Linked DNA regions of Mus musculus: region 1 is linked to region 2. The links are chromatin contacts, called in public HiChIP or PLAC-seq maps. All regions are on one chromosome and are shown on one strand. Each heading gives the region's core, a stretch centred on a gene start, on an enhancer-like site or on the middle of the called end of the contact. The rest is flanking DNA. Distances are from core to core; before and after follow the strand shown.

What was found. HiChIP or PLAC-seq counts read pairs in DNA pulled down with a chosen protein or histone mark.
Region 1: a contact with region 2 is called in an H3K27ac HiChIP or PLAC-seq map of microglia, with 3 times the contacts expected there. The contact joins the enhancer-like site here to the promoter of Adam10 in region 2. A contact is called at or near these places in 10 of 39 promoter capture datasets (the 3T3-L1 cell line, the C10 cell line, the HPC-7 cell line and 7 more), 1 of 15 datasets of contacts at CTCF or cohesin (large pre-B cells), 12 of 484 Hi-C or Micro-C datasets (the G1E-ER4 cell line, the HL-1 cell line, the HPC-5 cell line and 6 more), 18 of 115 datasets of contacts at active chromatin or transcription factors (the 230-238 cell line, the HPC-7 cell line, the SCID.adh cell line and 7 more) and 4 of 9 other capture datasets (adipose tissue, liver, macrophages and 1 more).

What each region holds. Positions count from the first base shown.
Region 1 is chr9:70,781,979-70,784,678 of GRCm38.p6, forward strand. No RefSeq gene overlaps it. Among named protein-coding and RNA genes, the nearest start is that of Adam10, 100 kb to the left of the region's middle. Within about 2 kb of position 1,418, at least 7 of the 459 cell types and tissues checked have an H3K27ac peak or open chromatin away from gene starts, as enhancers often do. A contact at or near this core is called in microglia, where this site is marked.
Region 2 is chr9:70,677,546-70,680,245 of GRCm38.p6, forward strand. Adam10 (a disintegrin and metallopeptidase domain 10) reads left to right here and starts at 1,437. Exons shown (of 16, transcript NM_007399.4): 1 at 1,437-1,714. The coding sequence starts at 1,660.

The DNA.
Region 1 (2,700 bases), core at 168-2,667, 100 kb after region 2:
AAACAGGAGAGCCACATCAGCAGCAACAAAAGTAAAGACTTCCAGTTGATTTTTTTTTCCTCATTTATTACTAGTGTAGCATTTTTATTGTTTCTGGAGCCAACTCTTTAGTGAGACACAGATTAAACCTTTGTATTCTGTATTCCCATATGCTTTGTGTTTTCAGACATATACCTATGTGCTATTTTCATTAGAAACTTGTGTATTTATAACTGACAAGCATTTCAGAATGTGTTTTCTTTTAAAACGCAACTGGATACTAGATAAATACAAGAGGGTTGAATGCAGTGTTTATTACCTTCTCTGTCTGGAAATCCCCGTGAAAATGGCAGGGCTAATCCAACACAGAGTAGGTGAAGTGAAGAGCGTGGTAACAAGAATACATTTTTGGCCACTTGGAACAGATGGAAGTGTCTGCATGGTTTGGCAGCTCCAGGGTCACCACATTCTAAGCCTGAAGTGAAATGGGCAACTGGGCATGGGATAATGGATGCCCTGGTCTCCACTGTCAAGATTTCAGGGCACAATATATGAGTAAATGCATGTGACTCACAATATAATTTGTAACCTACCTTTCTCATTTAGCAAAAATAGTGATGGTGTATTAACCTTTCTGATGGCAGTAATGATCTCACCCTATGGAGGTATTGCATGCCTTTTTACATTAATCACTTCCCCATTGTTTGCATATGTAAGTTCCAGATATTTCATTGTTTTAAACAATCCTTTGTGGAAATCCTAAATCTAATAATACAGTCTTAAAACTAGAGTTTGGGGTTAAAGGTGTTTGAAAGGTCATTGATTTAAAAAGGTGATAGTGTCTTTGACTTTAAATATAAGACTTTCTTCTTAAAGAAATATGAGGGGTTGAAAATCTGCATGTATTGCCCCCACTTACGATTATTAGAAACAACAGTAGAAGACGTTTCTTGATTTCATGGAGGCCAAAATTTAGTGCTCCAGCTGTGGTCTTCAAATACTGTTTTCTTAAAAGGAATCAGACTTCCTTGGATAAATGGATAATTCTGGATATAGGGAAAGATATGTACAAAAAAAAAATCGGTCACACTAGTCTATACAATGATTCAGGAAGCACTTTGAAGATTTTAGCAACAGTGAAAATAATATCTTCAAGAGATTGAAACTCTGGTTTTACAAGTTCATACTTACTTTGGAATGTGAAAAACTTAAAGACATGCTGACCAAAAAAAACTGAAGAAAAATATAGAATTACGATGTTGCCATTTTCCTCTTCCGGGATTAAGGGGTAGAGAGGATCCCCTCCAGTGGCTGTCAGCCTCAGGAAGCGACAGCAGACCGAGGACACCCCTCAGCGGAAGCACATCTCTTCAGGAGCAAACCCACCATGTCCGACCATATCCTGCCTGATCAAGCTTCCAGACCTGACACCACTTCCTAAAAATAGAAGGAACAAATGAAAGCACAGGGGAATTCAACAGAATCCAGGCTTACAGGGAACTGCAGAGCAAGTGACCAACGAAAATTCAAAGAAAGAAAACGATTAATAAGAAGGGACTTAGCTTGCCAAGACTTATTTGGATTCTGCAGTGGGAAAACTTAAAAGATCATTAGGGATATGTGAAATATGATTTGATAGTTGGTGATGGTAAGAGATTACAGTAATTTTTAGTGTTAATTTTTAGTTAAGTTTAGTGTTAAATTTTGTTTAATTTTTTGTTAGGTGCTGGGGATTGAGCCAGGGCTTCATGTGTACTGGGCATGTGTCCTACCACGTGAGCTATACTTCCCAGTCCACTTGTGAGAGTGCCATTCTTAAAGGAAGTCCATATCACTTAGAGATACAAACTGAAATATTATTAAAGTGATGATTAGTGTCTTCAGATGTCTGTAAAAATACTGAAGAGTGGAGACGGCCAGTGTATGAAAGAAAGTTGAGAAGAGATTGTGAGTTGGTAATTGTTGAAGCTAGGCAATGGGGTACTTAACAATTCAGCATACTGTTTTTTTCTACCTATATTTAAATGTTTTCATTAAAAGTGTTTTAAATATGGATTGAGTTCATATAGAGAGGTTTACTCAAGGCTGTATTTATAACCTGTATTCATGATGAGTTTCATAATGATTTTTTAGTGGAATTAAGCTTGAACCAATCAAGCTAACATGATTAATTATATTCTGCTCCAGTTCCAATGAATGATTAATTGATTTTGAGTATGAGGGTAAAATTTGAAACTATCAGTCATTTGGGAGTCTTCATAAGCAACTGTTTGATCCCTCCTTACTTTCACAGTATTGTGTGACTTGCTAACTACTTAAGGAAAAGAACTGTCTTCTGTTATACATCAGGAATAATGGTCAAGTTACCACAGTAAACTCACAAACTGTATTTTGGGATAAATGTTAAGTAGCTCAGTACAGTAAACTGGAGTCCCATCTTTCTTGTTTAAGTAACACTGATCCCTGGAGGTTCAAATGTATCTTTTAAAAGGTATCCTGGGGTTGCCTCCCCCCACCCCGACTATAAGGGGATTAGAATAATTTGGCATGATGTGGGTTGTCTGTCATGAAAAGTGAAAAAAATGTTTTCAGTTTTCACTTCAGGAAGGCTGAGTCTGCTCAGTAATGCTGATAGACGGGTTACTGTGCTTGTCATAGCGTGTTTTACTGGCCTTTTTCCCCTCTGACTTGGGCTTCGGAGTTAACCTTGTGTGTTACTGA
Region 2 (2,700 bases), core at 187-2,686:
TACATAAGGCAGAAACAGCGCATGTGATAAGCAACATGTCTGCAGGTTACTCAGAATAGACACTTTACAAAAGGAAAAAGAAATAACAGCATTCAGTTACTCTGTATTGATTTTATATGCTTCAGTAGAAACGAATGGACAGGACAATCATGATGATGTGGGAAGTTCTGACTGCAGTATTGAGTTTAGTAATGTGAAGCAAAACAACAATTCATTTTTCAAAACAATTAAAATAAGTATATTCCTTAAGTAAGGTGTGACGGTGCATGGAAGATGGGAGGAATCAGAAGTTCATGTTTACCCTTGGCCTCATAACCACTCAAAGAATAACCTGGGATAATTAGATGAGAGATGGGAGATGGGGGTGGGAAAAGTATTCTCATCTTTATTTCTGTTTTCTTTAAAAACCACATTATCTACATTAACAATGTAGGTTGTAGAAAATATATAGGGCGGAAGTAAAAGGTTTGCAATTTATTCTTATTATCAATAATATAAACTCATATTCTTTGAGTCAACCGAAGCAGAGTTAAGTATGATGAAGACGTTGTAGTTCTTTTTTTTTTTCATTTATTCATTCGCGTTACATCCGAAGAGCAGCCCCGCTCCTCTCCTCCCAGTCCCACCCTTACAAATCCCTCCTCCCATTACTCCTAAAGTTGTAGTTCTTGAATACGAGTATAAAGAATCAAAGCGAGTAAATGAGAAGTCAAATACCGGTTTTGTAGAAGTTGGCATGAAGGAGGTATGAGGGAAACAGACTAACAAGCGAGCATTTTCTGAGCTGGAGACTAAGGACCACCGGCTTATTTATTTATTTATTTATTATTATGGCTAAGGCCTAGTAGGTGACATACATTTGCTAATGGTTCGGGAAGATACCCCTTTGGGTATTTTTTTCTTCCTGTTGGATCTTTCCTTTTATGTTCCCATCAGAGCTGTGTATCGCGGCTAAAATCATGGTTTGCTGGGACTGCTTTTGTTTACTTGGCAGCTGCAGAGCTTCAAAAGAAACAGATAGAGAAGCAAGGAAAACCTCTAGTTTTTTGGAGGCGAAGAAGCCGAAAGCCCTTCTTGACAGCTTCGGGGTAGGGTGTGATTCCAAGAGACAGTCCTTAACAGCTGGAAGAACCAGGTAGCACTTTCACAGGGAAAAGAGCGCTCCCGCCCGGGGCGGTGGGCGGAGTCTCCAGCGGCCCCGCCCTCCCAGGCCAATCCCTGCTCTCCGCCAGCGGACAGGAAGCAGCGGCGGGGCCTAGCGGCCCGGGCGCTCGCCTCGGCACGCATGCGCATTATCCCGGGGCGCTTGGGGGAGCAGGGCGGGGCGGGAGGCAGGGGTGCGGCCTCGCGAGTGTATTGGGTGCCGTCGCGTCACGTGGCGAGAAAGGAGGCGGAGGGCCGCGGCTCAGGGAAGGGGCTGAGACCAGGCGAAGAGCGAGGGCAGGGAAGCGGGGAAGGGAGGAAGGAAGAGGCCGAGGGGGAGGGAGGGCCCTGTTTTGGCGGAGCAGGGCGCGCGGCTGGGCCCCTGAAGTGGAGCGAGAGGGAGGCGCTTCGCCGGGTGCCACTGCCGGGGAGGCTCGTCGGGACCCAGCGCCGGTCGCGGCTCCCTCAGGATCGATGCACCGCGGTTAACCCGTGAGGAGGCGGCGGCCGGGGAAGATGGTGTTGCCGACAGTGTTAATTCTGCTCCTCTCCTGGGCGGCGGGGCTGGGAGGTGAGACACGACCCCGGGCGGCGACGGAGCGGCGGTCGGTCGGGCCGAGCGCAGCGTCGCGGAGCCGGGCCGCGCGTGTCAGGTCTCCTCGGCTTCTGTCAGCTCTCTCAGCTCGCCTCAGCCGACCCCGAGCGACGCTCCCCGCGCGCTATTGTCCCTCGCGCGCCCCGACCGCGCTCCCGCCGGCGGCGGCCCGAGCAGGCTGCGGAGCCCCGGGCCAGGCCTTCCCCGCCCCCACGGCCCGGCGGCCCTGCCTGCCCGGCTTCTCGCGCCGCTTTCCCCGGGAGCGGCGGAGCCCAGGCCAGCCGCCCTCGCGCACTCCGCAGCCACCTCAGCCCTGCCGGGGTCCGAGCCCCGGGACCGCGCAGACTCGCAGCAACTTGCGAGGTTGGCAGCGCGGCGGGAGCATTGTTCTGCAAGCGAGCGAGCGGACCCGGGCCGGGTGTCGGACGCCGGTGTGCGTGTCCCACCCGAGTGCCTTCCCTCCGCCTCGTGCTCTTTTCGGAGTGTTTGTAGCCAGCGCGCCGGAGGTTGTGTGTGTGTGTGTGTCTGTCGTTCTGTCTGTCTGTCTTCTGTCTCCCCGGGGCAAGACTTTAGTTGACTGAGGAGAAGGGCAAGCCGTTTTAGGATGCTCTTCGATCCATCTGTCTTTTTGAGTTGAGTCCACAGAGAAGCAAGACCGACCCTTCCTGGGCGAACCAACTTGCAGAGTTTTCTTAAACTCTCAGGTGGAGCAGACGTACTGCTTAGTCAGAGGATTGTCAGGGCTGTGCTCCCTCCCCCTGCAAATTGGAGTTCACTGTTGCTTCAAGTTTCCTGATGCTTCGGGTTTGAGACAGCGGTATTTCATTCCCAGGCTTTCCTAGGACAGGTTGCATGATTATTTTGTTCCTATGAGAAAGTGCTTTACCATAGGTAAGCTAATTTGCCGCCCAAGTGTCTGGAGAGAGGTTAGCTTAAAAGCATTGAATTGGAAACAACCCCCA